Regions from separate parts of the Zea mays genome. Here regions 2 and 3 are each linked to region 1. A link is a contact called in public Hi-C data. All regions are on one chromosome and are shown on one strand. Each heading gives the region's core, a stretch centred on a gene start, on an enhancer-like site or on the middle of the called end of the contact. The rest is flanking DNA. Distances are from core to core; before and after follow the strand shown. Region 1 holds the start of LOC103647786 (U-box domain-containing protein 4). Region 2 holds the start of LOC100278263. Region 3 holds the start of LOC100216813 (proline-rich family protein).

The links. A called contact is a pair of places that touch in the nucleus more often than the background predicts.
Region 2: a Hi-C map of ear shows a contact between it and region 1, with 1.8 times the contacts expected there. The contact joins the promoter of LOC100278263 here to the promoter of LOC103647786 in region 1. A contact is called at or near these places in 2 of 25 Hi-C or Micro-C datasets (ear and tassel).
Region 3: a contact with region 1 is called in a Hi-C map of endosperm, with 2.4 times the contacts expected there. The contact joins the promoter of LOC100216813 here to the promoter of LOC103647786 in region 1. A contact is called at or near these places in 7 of 25 Hi-C or Micro-C datasets (bundle sheath, ear, endosperm and 3 more).

What each region holds. Positions count from the first base shown.
Region 1 is chr2:214,774,464-214,778,847 of Zm-B73-REFERENCE-NAM-5.0, forward strand. It overlaps LOC103647786 (U-box domain-containing protein 4), which reads left to right and starts at 2,082. Exons shown (of 2, transcript XM_020548589.2): 1 at 2,082-3,834. The coding sequence starts at 2,530. LOC103647785 (a long non-coding RNA gene) reads right to left here and starts at 1,477. Exons shown (of 2, transcript XR_563031.4): 1 at 917-1,477; 2 at 611-853.
Region 2 is chr2:214,999,115-215,003,498 of Zm-B73-REFERENCE-NAM-5.0, forward strand. It overlaps LOC100278263, which reads left to right and starts at 2,263. Exons shown (of 1, transcript NM_001151595.2): 1 at 2,263-3,509. The coding sequence starts at 2,368. The coding sequence ends at 3,306. It overlaps LOC100193844 (NADH-ubiquinone oxidoreductase subunit), which reads right to left. Exons shown (of 5, transcript NM_001138926.1): 5 at 3,672-4,011. The coding sequence ends at 3,952.
Region 3 is chr2:214,975,744-214,980,127 of Zm-B73-REFERENCE-NAM-5.0, forward strand. It overlaps LOC100216813 (proline-rich family protein), which reads left to right and starts at 1,945. Exons shown (of 3, transcript NM_001245895.2): 1 at 1,945-2,185; 2 at 2,333-2,492; 3 at 3,112-3,418. The coding sequence starts at 2,137. The coding sequence ends at 3,157.

The DNA of each region.
Region 1 (4,384 bases), core at 832-3,331:
TGGAAGGAAAAGGGGGAGCGCAGATCTCCACTACGTACCGAGCGCACGGCCATCCCAATCAGCCGTCGGATTCGTCTCCTTTCCCCACCAAACTCCCGGCTCCGGAGCCCGAGCCACGAAAGACGACGAACGCTACCGCCGGAGCCGCGCGCGGTGGCAGCCTGGCAGGATCGTCGCTCGTCGGATTGTTGTTGGCCCGGCGCGCGACGGAACGGGACAAGGAACAAAACGGAAAGCGTTATTCCTTGCTTGCTCCGTTGCTCGCTTCACGGAAAGTGTTTTACTGTCCTCGCTCCTAGCCCGCAGTCCCGCACACAAAGCCAGCCAAAAGCATAGCAAAGCCACGCCTGGTGGTGGCGCTCTCTCAGGCTGAGTCTAGTGCACAGTCTCCCTCTTAGGGATGAAAACGGTTGAAAACGATCGAAAAAACACTGATATTGGTTTTGATTTCGTTTTATAACAACGGTACGAAAACGAAAACGAAAAGTTTAGGATCGGTATACGGTATCGAAATTACCGGTCATTCGAAAACGAAAAAATCGAAACGAAGATACGTCGAAAACGATCGACATATGAAACTTGAGTCGGTAACTAACAAAAACAAACAATAAACTGAATGCCTTAATTCAAACATTAATATATATTAAGTTTATAGCATCAACATAATTACATAGTGACATTATTTGAGTGAGAAATTATATCTACACTCATGTCACATACAAGCATACTAATTAACTGATAATTTATCCAGAAGTGAGCAGCAGTTCTAAGAGCAGCTAGTAGAGCCGGTGTTCCCAACAACAAGCACGCCGAACTACGGTCGGAGCTTTCATCTCTCCCTGTCATGGTCCTACTAGAAATATGGAATATAGATTAATGAGTAGATCGATAAAATAAAAAACATCAACTTCATTACCTTGTAGCCGCAGGAGCGAGGAGCTTGAGCTAGCCGGACAGAGACACCAGCGCAGTCGCTTTCACCGCTTGCAACTTGCTTTGTTGATCAACGATGAGCCAGCAGTCCACACGAGCGAGCGAGCAGCCTGCAGCCAGGAGACGACTGCCGACCGCGTGACGCGACCCGCGACCGCGAGAGGGAGTGACTGGGCTTGGCGTCTCCGCGTATGGGTTGGCCGGTTGGGGACTTGGGGCGCTCCGGCGCTGGGCGACAGCCGTCAGCCGACAGGGCGAACGGCGAAGGCGGCTGGCGCTGGCGGGCGGCGGCCACGGGCAAGGGCAAGGCTGGCGTGGCGTCTGGCAGGCGGCGGCCACGGGATGACGGGAATCGGGATAGGGTTTCCACTGGTGGGCCTTGCCGCCTTGGGCTCGGGCTGTGCTGACATTGGAGAACTGAAAGGCCCAAACCGAATAGCCTAAACGGTATGAAAAACGGGATTTTCCCGACCCAAAACGGTAACCGCAAAAACGAACGAAAAAACAGTCTGCTCGTTTTCGATACCGTTACCGAAGACAATCTACCCGTTTTCGTACCGAAACCGAAAAATAACCGAAGTATACGAAAACGATCCGAAAGAAACGGTAATCGGAATGGGACGGTACGGGATTTTCCCGTACCGTTTTCATCCCTACTCCCTCTCGCCCCTGCCACGTCAGCTCTCGCCTTCAATCTCGCCCCTGCTGCTCCAGTGCACAGGCTGCAGCAGGCTACAACCTCAGGCTATAGCCACGTCAGTTTTTCTATTTCAGAATTAATTAATTCACGCGGATTTATTTCAACGCTCAGAAAACACACAACATAATATGAGATGGAATGATGTGTGGAATGAGCTCCATCCGGGTAGGGGTATATATAGAGGGATTGGGGATGAAATTTATGAATTTTTTTCGAATTTTTTGGACTCCAAACGGTCAAAAACGGCTAGTTGCAACGGCTAGCACACGTGGACCAATCAGATCGCGACACGTCGCTCTCGCCCCGCCAGTGCCTCGCCTCCCTCTCGCCCGGGCGGGCGCTCAGCGCGGGCGAGAGCGAGGCGATACCGCCCGCTCTCGCCGGGCGCGAGCGCCATCACCCGGCACCGACCTCTCGCCCGCCTCTCACCCGCGGCAGCGGCCTCTTCTCGCCCGGGCTACCGCCCGCACTGCCACCAGCCTCACTCTCTCAGCCAGCGTTCACTGCGCCACTAGCAGTGCAAACCAAGCCCAGCCCCACTGACATCTCCGCACATAGCTTTACCAACCCCACGTGTCATAGGGATAGGATCATAAAAGTATAGGTCGGCTAGCAGCCGGCATGGCTGCGCAGGCAGATTGACACTTGTCCGGCCGTCAATCTACCGGGATGGCCAGTGGGCACAGCCTACAGAGCAAAATCGGCTACGAAGATCCACGTCGCACTCGCCCATACCCGCCCCGCCCGCCCGGTGCGGACTGTGCTGTGCACGGCAGACTACACAGCAGCAGCATCGGCAGACTACACACCACCACTACACCGTCCAACCACCTCCCAACCCTTCCCCTCGCTACCCATCCATCACCACTCGACAGTCGACACCGTCCCCGCCCGCCATGGTCTCGCTCGCTGGCTCCCAGATCCCCTCGCCTTCGCGGGGGCAGAGCCCCTGCGCGGCCGCGCGGCCGCAGCGCCGGCAGGGACACTCCATGCGCACCATCCGCTCCGCGCTGCTGCAGCCGGACTCCTCCCCGGTCCCGGCGGATGGCGGCGCCGACGCGGGCGACTCGGACATTGAGAACCTCACCGACTCCGTCATCGACTTCCGCCTCCGCGAGCTCGCCGCCACCGCGGGGCCCGCGCACCCGGCGGCCGTCGCCAAGTCGTCCTCCGCCATCAACGCCGCCGCCACGGAGCTGCTCGACCTGTCGCGGGACTTCTCCGACTACTCCAGCTTCAACTCCGACATCTCCGGGGAGCTTGAGCGCCTCGCTTCCGCCACGGGGGCGCGCGCGGCGCCCAGGCCCGGGCCGGGCGCCGCCGCAGTCGTCGATCTGAACGACCTCGAGTCCATGGACCTGTCGGCGGACGCGGCGCCGCTGGAGCGCCTGGAGCCGTTCGTGCGGGCGTGCGTGCGGGCGCTGGGGCCCGGCGCCGGCCCGGACGCGCGGCGCGCGGCCGCGGCCAGGATACGCCTGCTGGCGAAGCACCGGTCGGACGTCCGCGAGCTGATCGGCGTGTCGGGCGCCATCCCGGCGCTCGTGCCGCTGCTGCGGAGCACCGACCCCGTGGCGCAGGAGAGCGCGGCCACCGCGCTGCTCAACCTCTCGCTCGAGGACCGGAACCGCTCCGCCATCACGACGGCGGGCGCCATCAAGCCGCTCGTCTACGCGCTGCGCACCGGCACGGCTCCCGCCAAGCAGAACGCCGCGTGCGCGCTGCTCAGCCTCTCGGGCATCGAGGACAACCGCGCCACCATCGGGGCCTGCGGCGCCATCCCGCCGCTCGTGGCGCTGCTCTCCGCGGCCTCCACGCGCGGCAAGAAGGACGCGCTCACCACGCTCTACCGCCTCTGCTCCGCGCGCAGGAACAAGGAGCGCGCGGTCAGCGCCGGCGCCGTCGTGCCGCTCGTGCATCTCGTCGGCCGCCGCGGCAGCGGGACGTGCGAGAAGGCAATGGTGGTCCTTGGGAGCCTCGCGGGCATCGACGAGGGCCGTCAAGCCGTGGTACAGGCTGGCGGGATCCCTGCGCTGGTTGAGGCCATCGAGGACGGCCCTGCCAGGGAGAAGGAGCTCGCCGTGGTGGCGCTTCTGCAGGTGTGCTCCGACTCCCCGCGTAACCGTGCGCTTCTTGTACGCGAGGGCGCCATCCCGCCTCTCGTTGCGCTATCGCAGTCCGGCTCTGCCCGTGCCAAGCACAAGGTACGCAGCACGAACCCCACCTTTCTGTTCTCCTCGACAAATTTCAGTGCTAGGTCTTTACGTCTAGCTATATCCTGTTGGCTAATCGGACATGATTTGCCTTGCTAAATTTTGTTTGAGAATATTAAAATTGTTGATTGGGGTAGATCAATGTCGACGTCGTTTGCTGATGCGACTGAAGTCACGTTGCCGGTCAGTTTACAACCCATTGTACTAAACAGTATACAACGAAGTTATCAGTTTGAGTTTGATTGAAGTCTGATTGACACCACAACACCAAGTGGAACCGCTTCCAATGAGTCTTTGAGGTCAGTTGGGCCACGCGGGCCCTGTCGTACGCGGCGCTCATGCGTCAGTGACTCCTCCCCACGTCTGAGGATCCCGTTCCCCACCAGCCAGCAAGTACTGAAAAAGTAGATTAAGGGCATGTTTAGCATGCCTTCAAAGTAGAACTCTAAGGATAAGTTCGTAAGAGACTATCAAACACCGTAACTTTAGAGTTGTAAATTATATAGAGTTTTAAGAGCTACAATACAAATTAATGGAGTAC
Region 2 (4,384 bases), core at 1,013-3,512, 220 kb after region 1:
CGCGGCGGGCGATTCGCTGGTGGAGGCGAGTTCCGCGGGAGGCGGGGCGACTGATTCGCGGCCGGGCGCGGCGCTGGATTCGCGGGTGGAGGCAGGTTCCACGGGAGGCGCGGCGGCTGCTTCACGGCCGGGCGCGCGTGGGACCCACGGGGGGCAGGGGCGGGTGCAAGGGATCGGGAGCGGCATGGCGGCTGGGTGCGCGTGGGATCCGCGGAGGTAGGGGATGGCTCCGCGGGACCCGCGGGGGGCAGGGACGAGAGGTTGGGGATGGCGGCTGGGCGCGCGGGGGATCCGCGGAGGTAGGCGATGGCGGCGCGGGACCCGCGGGGGGCAGGGACGGGAGGTAGGGGATGGCGCGTGCAGCGGATCGGGAGCGGCATGCGGCTGGGCGCGCGCGGGATCCGCAGAGGAAGGGGATGGCGGGGGCAGTCTACACTTCACTCTTAATTATTAGTAGAGATAGTATTTGACCTGGGTTGGTTTGTTTGAAATTATAATCACCCTAGATTATTTAATTTAACTTATTTTGAACTAATACTTAATTCAAAATAAATTAAATTTTATAATCTGATCCGAAACAAACAACCCCTCTTATATAAAGTCACAGCTAAAAAAACGTCATTTCCGTCCAGAGAAAAAAACACCATCGTCTACAAAACATCCATGTCGGGCAACGGTGCCCATGAACGAGTGAACCGCAGCAGCAAAGGCCAAAGGCTCGCACTGTAGCACGCGTCTCCCTCGGCAACAGCTGTAGCGCAGCGCGCACAGGCGGCAGAAGCTCCAGCACAGGCGTCTGGCCTCTGGCGTCGTCGCAGGCAGCCCTCGGGCCGGCCGCCCGCCCGCCGCCCCCCACTCGCCGGGGCATTGATCGCCTGCGCGCGCGGCATGCGTCGCCGCGCTGCCGCGCGCACCCGCGCCCGCCAATGGTAGCGCGGCCACTCGTCGCGCCCCCTTCCTGTCCGCTCGCCACGGCGCGCAGCACATGCCGTGCATGCAGCACAAAACGATTGATGAAATCGCGCCAGTAGCATCCAAAAGGCAGGCTAGACGCTATCTCGGGCGGGGAGACGGACAGACGACGACGACGACGACGCGCCCCGGCACGGTTGGTCTCGTGCGGCTGGCTACCGAAGCTAGCTAGTAGGTCCGTGGGTTGGGTTCCAGTCGGACATGCCGACATGGGAGCCGGGAGGGCTTCGTCGTCTTTTGCGTTGCATTGCATGCATGTCCCGCGTGTGTTGGCTCGTGTACGAGGAGCGTGTACGTATCGGCCTTACGCGTGTCCGTCAATATTGTACTCGTACCACATATACCAGCAGGCCGGAAGCAGCGTGTGTGTACTACATCATCATCCATCCAGAGTCCAGGCAGTCGACCTAGAAGGGGTGACTAGCTAACTGTGTGTGTCCGGTTTTTCTACGCCAATAATAATACGTATCATGGTACAGTAGTACTGGGTTATTTCTGTACATTGGGTAGGTTGTACGCCCACAGTAAATACTTGTGTTTGAGCTCGACAAGAGGACGGAACGGAAGACGCCATCCATTGGATTGGATCACGTACGACGTACGTAACGTACGCAACGCAACGCAACGCAAGCGTCCCACCCACCCCTTCCAAGTCTGGCAATGTCCTGTTGCACGCCACGTGCTCAACAGCTCAAAGAGTGTCCGTCGCCAACGTTTATAATTCATCGGAGGGATGACACGCATATATTGCAGCATTTGCCATTTCAGCTAGCTAGATCTAACAGACTTCAAGTTTTTGTATGCGTGTAATGTTGGTTTCATGGTCTGGTACTTTGGCCAAGATGATCCGCCGCGCGCTGGGGTAGGCCGCCCGCTGGTTGGTGGGCAATGCCGCCGCAATAACTTACCAATGAAACCTAGCAACGCCCACTCGGTCGCCACGTCCCACGAATGGCCCGCACGGCAGCGTGAGCCAGCCGCCGGAACCCGCCACGGGAGACGAGGCAGCGCGGCATGGCGAACGCGAGGAGCAAGCAAGCCGAAGCAGCCAAGCGACCCCGCATGCAGCCACTCGCCCTCCTCGTCCCATTGGAATCCACCCAACCCGCCCTTCCTCTCCAAAGCACGCGCCCGGCGCCGCGCGACTCGGCTAGTCCTCCTACGTGTCGGCAGCGTCCCCGCAGGTCGCCCACGTACCCCGCCGCGCTCTCCCACGTGCCCCTCCTTCTGCGCGCGTCCGATTGGCCGACCCGCCCTTCTTAAGCCGCGCCTCCTGCCCCGCGTCCGGGCCCCCAACGCCGTCGTCGTCGTGTCTCCGCTCCAGAGTGATCGAGCACACTGACCTGGCTCTGGCCTGCCCCCCGAGCCTCAGCTCGTGAGCCAGAGCGCCTCGCCATGGCCATGGTGCAGCCGGCGGACGCGACCGTCAAGGCCAACGAGATCCTGGCGCGGTTCCGGCCCATCGCGCCCAAGCCCACACTGGCGGCCGAGGGCGTGGTGGCCGCGAACCGCGTGCTGTGCCATCTGCAGGGCAGGCCGTGCCGCGCGCGGAAACGCGGCCGCCCCGGCCCCGCCGTCGTGGCGCCGTCGCCCGAGTCGGGCTTACAGCCGCCCGCCAAGCGGAAGAGAGCCACGACGCCGTACCCGCCTCTCCGGTGCACGGGGCCGCGTGCGTCCGCGGCCGTCCCGGGCAGTGCAGGCCTCCCTCTGGCGTCGGCGTCGCTCCCGCCGGCGGGTGCGGGTGCTGCCGAGGACCTCGCGAAGGTGGCGGCGGAGGGGAGGCACGTCCCCGTGGAGCGCGACCTGCTGCGGAAGCTGCTGGAGCCCAAGGTCATCTCGCCGCGGGCGGTGCGCCCCGTGTGCTCCGCCATCCACGTCGGGTGCATCCACCGCGCCGACGCGACCTGCGCCGCCGCCGTCTCGAAGACAGCGGTTCGTGTGGAGGCGGAGCTGGAGGTCGACGCGCTCCCGGCGGTTGTCTCCGACGCCAGCAACCGCGTCCGGCTCGTGAACGACGCGTACAAGGAGATGGTGGGGCAGCCCGAGTGCCCGTGGCTCGACGCCGTGGCTGCCACGTCGAGGAGGATCAGCGGGGAGGTCGCGCTGGTGGTAGCCAACCAGTCCTCCCTGCCAGAGTCGTACGGGGTGTTCACATGCACGGCAAAGATCGAGTGGGAGGACGACGGGAAGGTCGCCTCCATCGATGTACCCTGCGACGTCAGCCGGCTGCAGTGCGAGTCCAGAGAGTACCTCTTCGTCTGGAGGTTCCGTACCGCCGACGCCGACGCCGACGCATCCGTTGGCTGCAGCTCCGAGGAGATTAGTGAGAGTTAGGGGAAGCTTGCTTGAGCTGCATCCTGTGCGCGCTGCAGTGAAACCAGGTGCATAGGCTAAGCAAGCTGCATCTCAAAAACTGGCCAGCTTCCTCTTTCGCCTAGTCCATAGAGTGTAGACCCAGTTCTGAAATCTGGAGTAAATATAAGATCTCGACTGGAGAATGCAAATGGAAAATTGGAAATATAACATGTACTTTTTCATGAAACTGACAGTGTTAATTTCTGGTACTACCTGACTATAGGTTGTCCATGAACACACGGTCATGCACGAGTGGCCGTGCTTAGCAGACTGGCAAGCTCATGTGTGATACAGCCAAAAGCAAGTATGCATCATCATTCAACTCAAATGCCACTTTTCAGATACCGGCCAAGGAAGCATACAGTATTGAGATACAATGTCATCAAGGAACAAACGTTTTCGAAGGACACTAATTTTGTTTGATTGCAGACCATGCTTATTACAAGTTTGATAGATGCATATTCTAGCTCGTACTTTCACCACGGACACTGTTGAAAGAAAAGGCTGTCCAGGAAGAAAACAACACCGTCCCAATGCCAGGCTCACGGACAAGAGGTCTAGACTCTAGAGCTCAGGAGGAAAATAACATCATTCCAGTGTCAGGGTCACATGCTGCTGGAGGTCTTATGCTTGCTCCGCCTTCGGGGGGCCTTTCCACTTGAAGTTCTCAGCGTAGGCCTTAGGCTGCATGGTTCGAAAACAATCCGGTTATCGCAACCAAGCCGATACATTTTCAGCAACACCGATCAGCGATCAGAACGAAAAATATTAATTCATACGCGAACACAATTATTATATTAGCAAAAAATATGGCATATGTGAGACAGATCTCACATATGACAGATACCAAACGATGCAATGAAGCATAGCAATAGAAAGGTAAAGTCCCAAAGAAAGCCTGTTCCGGACACTGTATTGCTTTAAACTAGCAATCGCTTCTATAATATTACGGCAAAGTACGGCTCGGTCCTGGAACCCGTACCAAAAAGCAAAAGTCCAGTCAAGCAAAGACTACTGGTAATTAGCGAGTTCCATCGCCTGGTTCTGATTGGACCTG
Region 3 (4,384 bases), core at 695-3,194, 200 kb after region 1:
CGCCGGGCGTCGGCGCGGCGGCGCTCCATCGCAGCCTCGCGGGCGCGGGACCGGCGCGCGCTCGGCCTCCCCCCTCTCATCACCAGCTCGCCCTCGCCAGCTCCTGCATTTGCTGCTCCGACCGGCCACCATGGAGGAAGGAAGCCTGAGCGGATAGGCGGCTGGGCACTGCTACTGAACCTGACGCCTGCGGCCGGCCTGATTCCCTGAACGATTGAACCAGTGAAGGTGAAGAAAACCGTGTGCTAGCACTGCTTCTGCTGCTAGTTTGCTATGTGCGTGTGGCTGCTAGTGCTACTGTGCTAGTTAAGAAGTAAGATTATTTGGTATTTTGGTTTAATCAATTATTTCCTTGGTTAGTAGGTTAGTTGATAAAATTAAATTTTATGTTTATAGAGATAAGATCGATGGATTCCTTATCAAGAATCAGAACGATATGTATTGATTATTGTATTTGTAGAATTCGTATCAATACTACATGTTTTTTGAGTATTTAAGTTTTATCTTGCTAATTATTCCTAACATCAATTAGATTGTTTTCTTATATGTTTTAAAGAATTTTATAGCCTTAGTTTAGTAGTCCCTCATGATCTGTTCTCTGGATCCGTCACTAGCGACAAGTGATGTACTCATGCTAATGTCGTGTAGCAGTGGCACCGTGAAATAGTGAATTGTTATGCATATTGAACTTTAAAGGCCTATATATAATATATCATGTTACTATGAGGTCATGGTGTATTTGTTACATTGAGTTGAACGTTTGAAGTGGTTAGAAGTGTTGATATTGCCGAGTTTAATTCTTGGTTCCCGACTGTTACCGATATGTTCTCGATCGATGGTATTGTTTACTGACATCTTGTTACTCTTGGTTTCACTTTTGTGATCGACGATTTCGTTACCATTTTTTCATTTTTTATATTAGATTAAAATACGTATTTGAAGTGGTTTGAGGGTTTTCCGACCATTCCTATTTGGTTTCATTCCGAAGGACTCGGAAGTCAGGATCCATCTTTGACCCCAACAACAGGAAAAGTAATGTGACTAAGAGCAACTCCAAGAGATTAGCTAAAAAGACTAACCAAATTTACTGATTTAGCTACTCTCTAAAATAGATTTTAAAGAAAAAGTGTAGGCTAATCCAACAAAACTCGGTAAACCTACGGACTGAATAGAGAGTGAAACAGGCTATCCAAAATTGGAGAGCGAAGATAGAGAAATAGAGAGCCACTAAATTTGAAGAGTCGTTTATTGGATATAATTTTCTTTCAATATTAGCTAAATTTACCTTTACAAAACCATATACCTAGTCTCTTGGAGTTGTACTACCTCTCATCTAAATTAGAAGTTATTCTAGCTTTTCTAAATTAAAAATGGCATTCATACAATGCTTTTATGTAATATTTAGATGGGAAGGTGAATTTATAACTTATATATGATACAGGAGCATAAATTATTTTATTATAGATCAAGCGTACAAGCTAAAAATTTTCTACTAAAACGTACTATATCATAAGTTTATTTATACATTACTTATGTAGAGTTCAACAAAATTGTTTTTTTAATTTTTCTGTAATTTAATACTCTCTCCTTCTTCCTTTTTTTATTTATCACGTTTTAGTTCAGAACTAAAATAAATTAACGGACGATAAATATTCGAAAACGGAGATGATGTGATATTTTAAAATTCAGCAGAAACAAACAATCGAGGAAAAAAGAGAAAATACTGAAGGACAGGGGGTTCACAAATCCGGTTTTAGAAGATGACGAAGAAACTATATTCAATTTAATAATTGAGCAAAAAACTGATTTTTACCATACTAAAATGGTTTTTTTCCTCACATCACACCGGAAAGGGCGTCAGAGCGCTATCAAGTACGTCTGCGAAGCAGCCCACCAGCAGGGACCAGGCATGCCCTGGGCCAGCACCACGTTGACGACGCGGTTCGCCGGAGGACCAGCCGGAAAACACCAGGAAACATCAAACACACCCGTTCCCTTCCATAAAACCACCTGACCTGACAGACCCGTCCACCGTCCATCCGTATTCCCGTCACGCCCCCAACACCCCCACAACCCGAAGCAGCGAAAGCTCCCCTAACCCTCTCCGCGCATCCGATCGCAAGGAAGAAGAGGGAGATGAGCTACTACGGGCAGCAGCCCCCCGTCGGCGTCCCGCCGCAGCAAGGTGCGGCGCCGTCTCCTCCCGTCTTCGATCTATCTGCTAGTTTATCATCACCCAAACATCTGGAGAACCTCTGTGTTCCCCGCTTACTTTCCGTGCTATATGTAATTAGGCTAATTATCTTCCGCGTGCGGATCTTGATTTCACCAGGCTACCCGGGCAAGGACGGCTACCCGCCAGCGGGGTACCCGCCGGCCGGCTACCCCCCGCCGGCGCAGGGCTACCCTCCGCAGGGCTACCCGCCGCAGTACGCGCAGCCGCCGCCTCCACAGCAGCAGCAGAGCAGCGGGCCTTCCTTCATGGAGGGATGGTACGTTCTTGGCTCCCCCACTTTTGTGCCGCGCAGCCGCTCATAAGTTGTTCCTAGATCGGAGTGTCTTCGAAAATTTCCTCGCTAGGTTAGATGGTAGGCACCTTCCTTCGGCTCACCGGCGGCGGCGGCGACTGCCGTGCTGGTGCGGCACGTTGGCCCCTGTGGGTGGGTGGGGTCTTGACTTGACGCGTGAACCACCCTTGGAAAAGGGCGCCGCCGCCACGCCACGCCACGCCACCCTCGTGGCCTTTCCGTGGCGACGTGTCGGTTGCTACACGCAAAGGTAGTAAGTGTCTTAGACCGTCTGATCTGAGACTGGCGGTCCGGATTGCTAGCCTCGGCGATCACATTTTCCTGCTGCCGTTCCACATGCGAGGAGCTAATCCGACGGTCGGGTTGCTGTCAGTGTGAGGCTTTCAGATTCCTTCGGTTTGGTTGAATGGATAATATACTTGCGTTGACGCGTGAGTACCAATGAGATAAGATGGTGTTCGAGCATCCACCGTAGTTGTTACAACTTGAAATTGGGATATTTGCAATGCTCTCTCTCTCTTTCTTTGGTTGGACCTTTTTTTATCTTAACAATGGTTCACGCGCCATTTGTGATTTTGAACAGCTTGGCTGCCCTCTGCTGCTGCTGCCTCCTGGACGCCTGCTTCTGAGAGTGAGAGGGGCCGACCGACGGATTCGACACGGCGACAAGTGAAACTACTAGCTTTCTATGCGAGGGAGAGAGAGAGAGAGCTGGAACTGGATTGAGCCTGGAATGCTATCGTGCTATTCTAGCTTTGTCAGAGCATAATATGTCGCCCTAGTTTTTTATTTCTCTCTGTCAATGTTGACGGGATCAGACGGTGTGTGTGTATTCTGCCTGTGGATGTTCCGTGTTTCTGGTGGAATTCAATCCTGGGATTTATTGTGCCACTTGGGATCGGTTTCTTTGCTATTACTCTGTTGCCGAGGAGCACGTTTTGTTGCGATTTTTGAACTGCACACGTCACGCCTTTTAATTTATCACCTTATTCTTTGTCATGGTACGTATCCATCGTCTTGCGCTTTTGTGTCGCTTTTGTGTCTTTGACTGTTCAAGACTCTGCAAGTACACAGAGTCAATCCCAGCATCTAGAGACTAGTTGCCGCGTCGCGATCACGCTCCTGCAGCCTCCTTGAATCTTTATCCGGTGCGTATGAGACTTGACTTTGGTGTACATAAGTGCACGTATGACACTTGACTTTGGTCTACATGAGTGCACCTGAACTACCAAAGTTCATTAAAAAATCTGAAAAAATTCATACATATTCTTTCCATTCTACTCAAGTTATATACAATTTAAACTTAAAATTATATATATATATATATATATATATATATATATATAATGTTCATAAAATGCTCATTTACACCTTATGTGCACCAAAGTCTCATATGCACCGGATATGTTCTCCAGTGGTTCACCCAACAAGGCCACACCAACTGCACTTTCACAGGCGCGTACTCGGTATCTTAGACCTTGTTCAGTTACCAGAAGGGGATTAAATTTCTTTCTAGTCAAAATTGAATAGAAACACATCTAGTCCACCTCAGAGTATGTTCATTTTATGTGCAATCCATGTGGATCGGACGGGATTGAGTAGAATTAAAATCTCAAACAACTCAAAATCGTTCATAATTTTTTTAATCTCATCTATGGGAATACCCGAACAAGGTCTCAATTTTTATGATCCCTGTGAGACTAAACAGGGCCTTAGCAGGCTCTTGTTCCGCTTCAGCAAAACCTTAAGCAAGAACCCGACAGCTAGGTACGTGTTGACACATAAAAATGTAATCCTATTAAAGCCGGTTAGGTCGGCCTCTAAACACGACTAGATCGAGTCATCCAACGTCAATC